Regions from separate parts of the Danio rerio genome. Here region 2 is linked to region 1. Evidence: chromatin contacts called from public Micro-C data. All regions are on one chromosome and are shown on one strand. The core of a region is the stretch at or near the end of the contact, and the rest is flanking DNA. Distances in the headings are between cores, read along the strand shown. Region 1 holds the start of hsd11b1la (hydroxysteroid (11-beta) dehydrogenase 1-like a). Region 2 holds the start of eef2a.1 (eukaryotic translation elongation factor 2a, tandem duplicate 1).

The links. A called contact is a pair of places that touch in the nucleus more often than the background predicts.
Region 2: a Micro-C map of caudal fin shows a contact between it and region 1, with 6 times the contacts expected there. The contact joins the promoter of eef2a.1 here to the promoter of hsd11b1la in region 1. A contact is called at or near these places in 2 of 18 Hi-C or Micro-C datasets (caudal fin and an unstated tissue).

The regions. Positions count from the first base shown.
Region 1 is chr22:19,400,307-19,406,908 of GRCz12tu, reverse strand. It overlaps hsd11b1la (hydroxysteroid (11-beta) dehydrogenase 1-like a), which reads right to left and starts at 5,046. Exons shown (of 6, transcript NM_200323.2): 1 at 4,892-5,046; 2 at 2,884-3,014; 3 at 2,608-2,811. The coding sequence starts at 4,976. It overlaps micos13 (mitochondrial contact site and cristae organizing system subunit 13), which reads left to right and starts at 5,632. Exons shown (of 4, transcript NM_001044873.1): 1 at 5,632-5,807. The coding sequence starts at 5,779.
Region 2 is chr22:19,994,055-20,000,496 of GRCz12tu, reverse strand. eef2a.1 (eukaryotic translation elongation factor 2a, tandem duplicate 1) reads right to left here and starts at 3,807. Exons shown (of 13, transcript NM_001045161.2): 1 at 3,771-3,807; 2 at 2,197-2,411; 3 at 453-634; 4 at 84-295. The coding sequence starts at 3,773.

The sequences.
Region 1 (6,602 bases), core at 3,797-6,296:
TTCGTTTCAAAACTATTTCTAAATTCAGTTCTAATTTCCAGCAAACTAATAAATGAACAATAATAACAAAGTGTGCTCAAAACCTGAGTTATATCCTAAAACACATGCTGTGCCCCATATGGTCTAAAACCTGACAGGTGGGCAAATCTAAGCTTGTTTTTAATAAAAACAAATAGAAATATGGATATAATAAATAATACTGCTAATAATAATAACATTATAAAAAAGCAAATTGTTATGAATGAACTGAAAAAGCCTCCCAGGATGAAGAAGACATAAAAGCAGTGATTTTTCATATTTATGTAGGCTAGAAAATAATATGTTTTGTAATATTTTAATCCTTTATATTTATATCCTATATCTATTCTTATTATATCCTATATATATATCCTTATTATTTAAATTTTTTCATATGTAAAGATATTTGCCTATTGCTCTCTTGTGCGTATTAAGCAGTGCGTAAGCGAGGCGCAACTCTGCGCCAGCGGGTTAGTTTTGGTCTAATGAAAAATCTATTATAGTTTCTCAAAATAGCAACGCGCCAGCGGTCCGCCTCAGAACGCCTCCCTTTTTAGACCAGAACGCCTATGGACACACAAATGAGCGCTACTGCATTTGCTATTTAAACAGCGTAGCGCAACACCTCAAAACGACTCTTAAAAAAATATGCCAACTGACCCAGCCTGGAGACAAACCAGCGACCTTCTTGCTCAAAGAGAAACAGGTTTACTCTGTGTTTTTGTCTCATAGGAGTAGAGGTTTACAAGGTGCGGACAAGCTGAGTTAAATTTGCTTAGAGAAACGTTTCTGCTGTCAAACATGGTTTGCTTCACTAAGTCAGTTTAATGGTGAAGGGATTGATCAAATGTGCCTATTTTATTTTGATACATTTGGGGCTGATGTATTTTGTAGTTTATTTTGATACATGTAATACACGAGGCATTTGGTATTTTATTTTAAAATATATTTCAATGTATTTTTGCCCAACCCTGATATAAAAATTAAGGATAACTACAGTAAGAATGTTGCTCAATGTAATTGCGAAATGGCATTACACAGTAACTAAATGCACTACAGAACGTTTTCAGGCACATTCACAAATTGCTTGTCTTATATCAGTGCTCCAATCACTGCTGGACATGTGTCGCTTGTTACTCAGGGTTCAAAGTGCATAACTTAGGAATTAACAAATCGTCACATCTAGATACCCTTTCACCTTTTTTGAGAGATTTTTAGGTCACTTACAAAGATGTAAATGTGCTCAACCTGCTTCCTGTTGGCTTATTATAGGTGCAAATGTGTTCACATTAAATTAGTCTCACATTTTAATTTATATTATACGGGAAAATAATTATTCATTCATTTTTTTTTCAGCTTAGTCCCTTTATTAAACCGGTGGTCGCCACATCGGAATGAACCGCCAATTTATCCAGCATATGTTTTACGCAGCGGATGCCCTTCCAGCTGCAACCCATATCTGGGAAACATCCATACACACTCATTCACACTAATACACTACAGACAATTTTAGCCTACCCAATTCACCTGTACCGCATGTCTTTGGACTGTTGGGGAAATCGGAGTGGAAAGGAAACCCACACGAATGCAGGGAGAACATGCAAACTCCACACAGAAACGCCAACTGACCCAGCAGAGGCTCAAACCAGCAACTTTTTTGCTGTGAGGCGACAGCACTAAATACTGCGCCACTGCATCACCGGTGAACGAATTATCACAATATAATAGTCCCTACTCTTGTGTACTTTTATAAGAGCTATGTTTTACTCACACTCTGAGTAGTATTTAGAACAGATACTTTTACTCTACTTGCACTACTTTTTTGGCATGCAATGGTACTTTTACTTGAGTTTGAATTTTCAGTATACTCCTCTTTACTGCAGTGCAGTCATATTTAACATTCTTTGGTGCGCAACATCCGGCCAATTTAATAGGAATCTATAATTGGGAATTTTACATAAGGGGGGAAAGATTTCTCCAGCCAAATTTTACAGAGTTTAACCACATGTATCTTTTCCAGCCTGTGAAATGTTCTCTTTTGTAACAACACAAAGTTTAGTTTTATAGCACCGAGTTCATAAAAAAGACTACTATAAATTTGTGATACTTGTCCTAGTTGAAAGTACAGCAGTGTGAATGGCATTAGAGAGCTAAAGTGATTTTTATTTTAGTATATTGTGAATGCGAACATTCACATGGATGACTTTAGCAGCATGCATTTTTGATCCACATTTACTTTCATTATTTTATAAACATGCATGTGTTGCAATTATATGAACTTTAGGTTAGAAATGGCATAGTGTTTCTCAACCGCAATTCTGGAGGACCACCAACACTGCATGTTTTGGATGTCTCTTTTGACTGTTACACCCATTACAAGTCCTTCAGTCGCTGCTAATGAGCTGATGATCTGAATCAGGAGTGTTTGATTAAGAAGAGGTGGAAAATCGGCAGAGCAGTTGGTCCTCCTGGAACATGGTTTAGAAACTCTGGCATAAAGAATATGTAAATAAATACTAACAAGAATAAAATGTTGTGTGTTGTTTCAGTAAATCTTCAATAAACAACATCTTCAATGTGATTCTGCACCTCTAGTAGCCATCGTGTGTGCTGAACATCTCCATCCCACATTTGGTACGGACTGGGCCCGATGTGGTTCAGAACCAGGTAATCCAGTCCTCCAAGCTGTTCGATGGCATACTTCACCACAAGATCGGCATCAGAGGGGTTGGCCATGTCCGCAGGGATGTAGAAAGCCTTTTGAGCCCCCATTTCCCGGCACTTGCTCACAACCTGAGTCAGATTAAACATATTGAAGCAATCGAATATGCTTAAAGCATGAATGATAGCAGAAACTCAACTGACCTGTTCTAAAACATTTCCTCTCCTCGCGGTGATTACAATTTGAGCTCCTAAACGTGCATAATGGTACGCCAACTGCTCACCAATGCCAGTACTGGCACCAGTCACCAGCACCCGGGCACCTTTTAGTGACTCTAAAAAAAAAAACATATTTCACTGTATGACAGTCGTTACATAAACAATGCAAAGACTGTGTTCAATGTTCACTGCTTTAAAGGGCAAAAGATAATTCCAGCTTTCTTTTATCACAATATTGGTGTTTAGGGATGGTCTTTTCCAATTGGTCACGTTTATTGTGTGGAAAGTTACTTTAAACTTTTTTCAAAAGCCTCTTTGTATTCTGACAAACGTTCTCTGGCAATTCATTATTTTAAAGGCATAACTGCTAACCTGTGGGGCAGAGATACTCTGTTACTTGTTACGTAAGAATTGCATAAGTGTCATAGCAGACGGCTGATTTAATATTTTAATAAATACATTGACTATTTATACATCTGTGAGCCGATACTTGGTGGTTTCAGAACTTTTTTTCTGAAAAGGCATGGAAGTTCATGTTGATAGCTATTAAATTAAGATATCACAGATTTGTACAAATCTATCACGAGTTGCCAAACGAATAAAATCCATTTTTCATGACCCTAACAGGAAATAAAGTGCAATATTAAGCTCTATTTTAAACGTTTTATGAATAGGCCAGTTCCCTAGGGGCAGGTCATGTTTCTTTATTTAACATACTTGACTGCTCACTTGCACGTAGTGATAAGATGGCAAAAAATTTAATCTGTAGTGGCAATAAAATATTCATTTCTTCACATTGACAAATTCTATGCTATGCTTCTTTACACAAACTAGCTGATTGAGTCACACAAATAAATAACAACTGCAGATATGTTTTTTAAATATGAAAAACTTATTCATCTTATCTTATTTGCTAACAAAAAATTTTATTGTATGTAGTTATGGGACTATAACCATTTTTAAGGTATACCGCGGTTCGGAAAAGTCAAGGTTTTAAAACCGTAAACATTTTTTGCTGTACCATTCCAAAGATATGTGTATTATTTTTTTATTTATGTTTTTTTATGTTTTTTTTTTTTTTTTTTTTAGGACTACAGAATGTCCAGCAGAAAAGATATTCAAAGACGCAGTTTTAAATTGTAAAGAAATCTGTGTTTTTAAAACAAATAAAGACAGCAGAAGTCAATGATTAATTTGAATTATTCAGCCTGACAGTTTCGGCTACTGCTCCGAAATATTTTAAATGTTCCTCAAAATAAAATATATCGTGTTCAAATGGGAAATAAGTTTTTGTTTTTAACCCCAACATTTAAAAAGAATATATTTTATTTTAGAGCAGCAATTACAATACCACAAAACCGTGATATTTTATCCAAAGTTATGCCTAATTCTATGTTTTCTGTGGATGTTGATGTCAAACTCCAACAGTATTGCAGATTTATAACATTTTAAATGCTTGCTGTTTTATAGACCTGTCGCCTGGGGTTTGAGGATCGAATTAAAATAATTTTAAGAGAAAAAAAGTACTTTAAGAAATAATGTGAACACGTAATGTTAACACGTAGATAAATACATTTATTACACTCTCAGAAATAAAGGTATGCATGCTGTCACTGGGGTGGTACCTTTTCAAAAGGTACAGATTCTAACTTAAAGGCTCCATATTGGTACCTAAAAAGATTATATTATATTAGGAACACTTTTGTACTTTTTAGTAATGTGTACCCTTAAGGTATTAATATATACATTTAAGCACAAATTTGTACCTTTTGAAAAGGTACCACCCCAGTGACAGCCTTTGGAGGCCTACCTTCTGAGAGTGTAGATAGGCTATATTAGTTTTTTGGGTCCACAAATCTTTCCACAAGCTTTCCCACCACTTTGTAGCATAGACTACTTTCTAAATAGCTGTAAAGACATATCACTTATCAATTTACAGACAATAGAATACATTTTACAGCACGTAGATAAACATAAAGGCTGTTAAACTCACCCTCATTAAATGATGGAGCACTCCATCGGACCGCAATGAACGCGACGCATATGCTGCAAAGCAGTAATTTGGCATAAAGCTTCATTTGAAGGAATATGGCAAATCTGTGCACAGCTTACAAAATGCACAACTTTGTAAAGTCAGCAGTCGACACCAAGAGAACAGGCAGAACAGGTTTTTAAATCTAAGTTCAGACAGGCGGAGCTAGTGCCAAAGTACAATCCGGCTTTAGATAACTTGGCAGCTAGCACTTAATGCATTTTGTAACTTCTGTTAATATTGTGTTGTAATAATCAGTCATTCTTGTTTTATTTGCATTATAACGTTAATATTGTGGTTGGGTTTATAAATTCGGAACGACCTGACAGACTATGAAATACAAACCGAAAGTAAGGATAAAAACATAATTATTATTCACTTAGGCTTACTTTTTACTTTTTTAAACTTACTTTTATTATCGTTGGCGACTCTGCTAAAGATTCTTTTTTAATTAATATTACACATACAATCTAAAAAAACGTGATTTTAAAATTAGTCAATCGATCTGAGCCACAGGAAAAACGTGGCGGCACTTTCACCAAATATATAAAACCGAATTGTCTTTTAAAGTAACACCCTTCTACTTTTAATGCTTATATATATAGAATATTCATATGTTCAAAAATACTCAAACATATAATTATTACGTTTTATATGTTCGTCGTTCGTTTTGTCGAATGTGCAGATCTACAGCTGGATTCAAAACGAACTTTATTGCTACCATTTCGGTTTGCTAGAGCAAATGCCCTTGTCGGTGAAACTCGCTGACAAAATAGTAAAACAAAGCATCCTGTGAAGTGTTTTGATACGAAATATTGTTCTTTAGAGCATAATTTTGCTTTTAAAATATGGCTGCTAAGATTTTCCCTGTCGTCAAGTAAGTGTTTATGTGTTGTTTTTGTATCTGAAGCTGGTTGCTAACTAAGTTAGCACACAAGTGTCTGTTTGGGTTTAAGTGTTTTTTTTATACTTTATACATTATTATACTTTATATAATTATATTATATATATATATCTGTATTTACATTAAAATTAAATTACCTCGTATTTTAGTTGCTATTTTTACCTATAATGTCGTTTAAATATAGCTAGCATGCTAATTACTCAATTCAGCAATAACTTTGACAGTAAAAATGTTAAATCCTGTTTTGTATTAGAGTTAATCATATATATTTTAAGTAATCATCATATATTTGGGGTCATAATAACCTGAGAAGCTTGTAAACATGCTCTCTTTCCTTCAGCTTTAACGTACTTTGAATGGCTGTATTTGTGATGAAGGTAAAGTTGTTTCCAGTCAAATAAATAGTGCTAATGTTGTTTTCGAGTCATACTTGCATATGATTTCAGACAGAACCTTCAAAATAATAGAGGTAAAGTTGGTTTTATATTTAGACATTCTCCTCGATAATATAATTATCTTTGCAAATTTTAAATGGGGAAATCATACTAGCAGAATTAGGATATCTTGCGTCCAAAAAAAAAAAAAAAAGTTAAGAAAACGGCCGTTTTTCGGTGTTTCTTTTGATTACAAAAAAACATGATTTTAATAATAACTTTTAATCATTTTATATATATATATATATATATATATATATATATATATATATATATATATGTATATGTATGTGTGTGTGTGTATATAAATAATAACTATACTATTTATATAATT
Region 2 (6,442 bases), core at 2,558-5,057, 590 kb before region 1:
CATTCACAATGAATATTAGAAATAAGCCCAGAGATAAAACAGAAAGCATTAATGGACCCATGACGGAGCCTTGAGGCACTCACCATGACATTGCCCATAGGGCCTTTCTCATCCTCAGCATAGGTGGAGATGGTCACGTTGACTTTCTCAACAATGCGCTGAAAGATCTGGTACAGCTCTTCAGGGACCAACTGTAGCTCGAGCAAAGCTCGATCCATTTTGTTAATCATCAAAACTGGTTTAATCCTCTCACCAATGGCCTGTCTGAGCACAGTCTCTGTCTGTAAGCACACACCTGCCAAACAATGACATTTTTATAAGCGGCCCAAAAAACTATAGATTTAGTTACAGAATCAAAGTAAAGCATGCAAATCAAATTATACCAAGGAAGTCTTTGATTAATAAAACGGTCATTTGGGAAAAACAAACAAAAAAACTATTTCTGCACATACCAGACACACAATCCACCACCAGCAATGCTCCATCTGTGATACGCAGTGCAGCTGTAACTTCTGAAGAAAAGTCAACATGCCCAGGGGAGTCAATCAGGTTGAGGAGGAAGCCGGAGCCATCTTTGCACTCTTTAATGAAAGCCAAATCCTTTTCAGCAAGCTCATAGAATATGGAGATGGTCCTGTGTGGGTAAATTGGGAAAGTCCATTTATTAAAACGTTTGTGGATTTAAGGTTTATATTTCAGTCTTGCAATATACAATATGCCTTTAGACCCGTTCAGACTATGTAATTTTGTTTAATTATGAATGGTTATTTTGAGTTATCTTGATGTGTTGTGGGTACTCAATATGCCAGACTACACGTTGGTTCACAGTCAATCTTTGCATGACGTCTATGATGTGCGTTCAAGTGTTTCCAACACACAGCAATTTACAAAATATATAGATGTGCTTTATGAATAAAAACTTTAGATGATTAAATGCATTCTGTGGCAGAAAGAGCTGCAGAAGCAGATTCCCAGCGATGGTTATAAATTAAATCAGCGATGCGCTCACAAATGCAAATGTTACTTCAACCTGACAAGGAAACTTTTAGCAGATAGCTGGTTGGTTACCTTTAAAGATACGTTCACTAAAAAAAAAAAAAAAAAAATACATATGAATAATAATTCGCAAAGAGAATGACAAACTAATGAGTGGTTAAAAGTTGACATGCTGATTCCAAAACTCACTGAAATTAGGGCTGTGCGATATGACAAAATACATGTATCTCAAGGCCACAATATAGTTTCATATATTATGTTCCATTTCATGGTGTCGCAAAATACATCGTACAGTAATTAGGGCTCAGTACAGTAAACAGTGCGGACTTGTCACTAAAATTTGTGCATTGAAACATAATGCCCAATGCACACAGGGCTTCAGCATCAACACTTGATAGAGGGTGTGTCTGAAGTTGGGGCTGATGAAATAGTTAGTGTCAGCCAATAAAACTAGTCAGCAATTGGCTACTGTCTGAGCTGGTGTATTTGCATACAGTGATCTGATTGGTGGAAACTTCCGTCTGCATTTAAAAAGTTGACAAAGTCCCAACTTCTGCAACGAACAACGCCACTGATGTCAAATACCCGAGTATTGTTGCCAACCATGTCCTGTCCATTCATTTGTTTCATGTGCAGCCTACAAATCTGCAGCAACTGCATGATGCCATCATGTCAACATAGACCAAAATCTTAGAGGAATATTTTCAGTACCTTGTTGAATCTATGTCATGAAGGATTAAGGCAATTCTAAAGTCATAAGGGGGTCCAACCCAGTACTAGTAAGGTGTACTTAATAAAGTGGCCGGTGAGCCACTTTGAAACACTACTTGGCTTGTTTTGACAACTGAAAAATGTGGCTAACAAATAACTTTAAAATTATGTAATTATATTAACATATTAAATCTATAGTGATGTATATCGTCAATATCATATTGCCCAGCCCCATCCGAGTGCATCATTGAGTGGTTTGTTAGTTTAGATGCAAATTCCAGTACTTACCGGGCTGAAGGCTTGACGGGATGATGTCGTGAAGCGTCGCAGACATGGCATCAGTTGTCGTGCACTAACACTACACGAGAAGAAATAACTGAATCTCGCATCATAGCAACAATTTGACATTTACGAATCCCCACAACACTTTGCCGAGCAAATTGGGCCGAAATCAGGGAAAAAATTTAGTAGTCTGACCTTAATACTCACGTTGACTTGATGGTGATGCAACGCTCTTGTTCATCACGCCTCGTATCCATGAAACGGGTTTCTCCAGCACGGGCTGAGCTGACGATACCAGCTTTTGACACCAGCCAATCTGTCAAAGTTGATTTGCCGTGATCAAAAGCTCCTATTACAGACATGTTACGGATGTTGGACTTCTTGTCCATGGTGGCACGGATCTGGTCTACATTGAAGTTCTCCTAAAGAAGTAAAATAAGGAGAAATATGAAAGGAGGCATATTTCTAGTTTTAAAATTCACTACTTGGTAACCTTTTACTATGCTTAAAGTTATTACTCATATATATATATATATAAATATATATATATATATATATATATATATATATATATATATATATATATATATATATATAAAAAAAAGAAAGCTTTTAACTGGGTAGTTTTATTTATTCATTTATGTTGAAACTGATGTTCATTAAGATCCATAGCAAAAACTCAAACGGGTAAAGTACAAGTGGAGGGTAAGAATAATGTGAAGTTGGTTTTACATTCCCACACTTTTAGTGACAACTTTTAACATGATCCCTGTATTGTTTACCATACCTTAAATATTCGGTCTGAAATAACATGCAAGTATCAACTGAACAACACTAGCACTATTTATTCGGCTGTAAACAATGTTGCACTGAGGGAGACTAAAATTTGCAAGGCAAGCAGATTTTGTATTTTTATTACACATTACCGTCTAAGTGCCCTAACTTCACAAACTTCACGTTCAAAACGTGCTCAACCGGATGGTTGATTTGTCCCTTTATGGTGAACATAGAAAAGCAAAACTAATGTTTGCATAGTATGCATTTCTGCAGTCTGAATAGACTGACTGTTTGCTCAGAAATAACTTATGGTCAGTCACAGAATAAATGTCACAGCTTATATATTCATAAATATACTGAGATAATTTCTTTATATATATATATATATATATATATATATATATATATATATATATATATATACACACACACACACTTTTAGGATATTTTCGGAGTAAATATAATGAATTCTGAATTCTTACAACTAACGTGTGAAAATCACAACTTTTAATCAAGAGTAATGAGGTCTGTTTCAATAAAACAAATCATGTATTTAGATTATCATTTACTGTGATTACTACTGCTTACTATATTATAAACTATGGGAATACGATTTTTTTTTCTGAGTTCCAAAGAACTAGTGAAAAGTTTTGAACATGAAAAATTAAGCTCTAAAAACACTGAGTTGAGAATACAGTTAACTAGACTTTAACTAAAACAGGAAGCAAAAAGTAACGCAAGTGCTCTTATGATAGCTGCTACACGCTAACATTACACTGATAATGGATTAAAATATCAAATGACTAAACTCTTTTAAACATTATTTGTCTGAAAAAAAACTTCTAAAGACAAAAGTTAATTCAAACCAGTCACTTCCGAAACAGCATGTACTGCGCTTTCATTTTAGTCTATTTTAACCATTCTAAAGGGTTAAATCGCAACAAAACGTCAAACTGCATAAGGTTACTAACGTATAAAATAAATAACTTATTAAATCGACTCACCATTTTGCCTGATGTTTTTGGATTCGTTTAACAGTGAATTCACTATCATGCCGCCTACCACGGCGGACACAGTCAAAGAGACCGATGACGTCTACGCTCATGAATATATATACCAAGCGCGCGCTCTACGTTTCGTACGTAATGACGTCAGTGCATTGTTCACGTTTAAAGGTGAAAAACTGTTAATTAACCTCTAAAAGAAAAGTCTGTCGTCTTTTATTAATGTACTCACGTTGACACTGAAATCTAGAAAGTACAATGTAATATGTGCATTTTAAAAATGTTACTTTTCCGCCAGCAGGTGGCGCCTCATCCCTAAAATCAGGACGCCTTTATAATTTCTGTTGTAAAGTCTTGCAGTTACTGTTTTAGGTTTTACGCTATCATTCAATTGTTGATTTTTCCGTGTAGTTGAGATACAGAATGCAATCGGTAGAGGTGATATTAATCGGAAATGTATTTACAAGATCATACAGTTAGGATATTGAAGTAGTGCGTTGTGTTCTGACTGGAACCATTTTGTTGTCAAGTTACTCCACATGTCACTTTTTACAAGGTTTTACTGAAGAAGAAAATCATGGTTATTGTAGTTAGCCTTAAATTGTAGCGATGGTAATTACGCATTAATTAAGGTTTTCCTCAATTACATATGGTTCGTATAAACTGTTATATAGCATACAAAAGATGGATTAAAGCTACCATAAAACATCATTTGTTTTATTTATTTGTTTAAAAAAAAAAAAAAATATATATATATATAGAGAGAGATAATGTGTGTTTGTAATGATCTGGGTGTTGGTCTGGCAATTCATTCCCAGGTAGCAAAGAATTCTGGCCCAGATTTGACATAAAGCTGGCACAGCAGCCATTCATCCGGCTCTGGCATACAGCATGTGGCTCAAACATGGCCCAGGTTTGGAAGTGGTGGCACCGTCTGTAAGACATGGACCAGATGTCAATATTTGGCCCAGATGCCAATATTTGGCCCAGATGCTAAAATTGATATGTGTGCCCCATAAGTTTGGCCTATTTTGACCCACTTTTAAAATGCATTTTAATAATTTTTGGAGTAAATAAATATTTTGATGCACAGTTTTTATGTTTATCTTTAGTGTACAACTTACCAATGAAGGCAAAATTATTAGCCTTCTTTTTAAAATGTTTACCAAGTGCTGTTTAACAGAGAGATGTTAAAGATGTGTTTTCCCCACAAGTCCAAAAGACATGCGCTATAGATTAGATTAGATTAGATTCAACTTTATTGTCATTACACATGTACAATACAAGGCAACGAATTGCAGTTTAGGTCTAACCAGCAGTGCAATAGTAGCAAGCGCAGGATACAGGTATACAAGTTATAAAGTGCAGTTATAGAAAAACTATGGTGATGTTTACAGATGATTGTACTATGATCATTATGTATAGGTTGTATTAGCTATGAACAGAGATTTGCAATAAATGAATATATGTACAGTTTGCTATTAATAATTAGAAGTGTGCAGATAGATAAACATAATTACAAATGTATCAGTGTGTATATAACTACAGATGTCCATATGCTGTGGGTATGTACAGTTCAAATAAGTGAATCAGTGCAATGTAGTGCAATGAATATGTACAATTTTTAAATGTGCACATGTTGAATAGTGCAGTGATTGTGAAGAGCAAAACTTAGAGGAGAGTGGTGGGTGTAATAGGGGGGCAAAAGAGACAGTGAGGGGCAGAGTTCAAAAGGGAGACAGCTCTGGGGAAAGAGCTGTTCCTCAGTCTGCTGGTTTTTGCCCAGCAAAAAACAGCAGAACTATTGAATAGGTGAATTAGGTAAGATAAAATTGTCAGTGTATGTGTGTGTGTGAATGAGAGTGTATGGATGTTTCCCAGAACTGCGTTGCAGCTGGAAGGACATCCACTGCATAAAACATTTGCTGGATAAGTTGGTGGTTCATTCCGCTGTGGCGAATAGAAAATGAATGAATGAATTTACTAACCCTTTCATTCATCACAAACCTGTTTGTTTCTTTATTCTAGTGAACACAAAAGAAGATATTTTGAGCAATGTTGGAAACAGGTAGCCATTGACATCCATAGTATTTGTTTTTACAATGAATGTCCAACATTTTTCAAAATATCCTCTTTTGTGTTCCACAAAATGACAATATAATATGAGTAATTTTTTTTATTTTTGAGTATATTATTTTTTTATGCCTTTCAAATGACTAACTCGGATGCAAGATTCATATTGAGTGGCGGCCATATAACTAATCCTAAAGGCATTAAATCTGCTAGATAAACAATATGTTAGACTTTGACTGAATATGTGATTCAGCATGGTTTGGCTAAGGACAAGCATTTGATTTGAAGCCAAAGGCACAAGAGCAGCCTGATGCATGCTCTCAAATATAATGACAGATTTTGCACTTCAGAGCGAGAATGTTTCATTTCTAAACACTTAGTGCTCTATTTCTGTTTGTCTTGCAGGCTTTTCTCATCAGGTTACAGACTGTGTACATCCAGATGGCTACAGCGCCCACGCGGACTGCATGTAAAATAGAGAACAGTGGTACACAAAAGTGTTAGTGCTCATGCCGTCCATATGACGACAACAATGTAGGGCAGAAAAAAGAGACTGAAACCAAGTCAAGGTCACGAGGTCATTGAAAACAACTATTCTG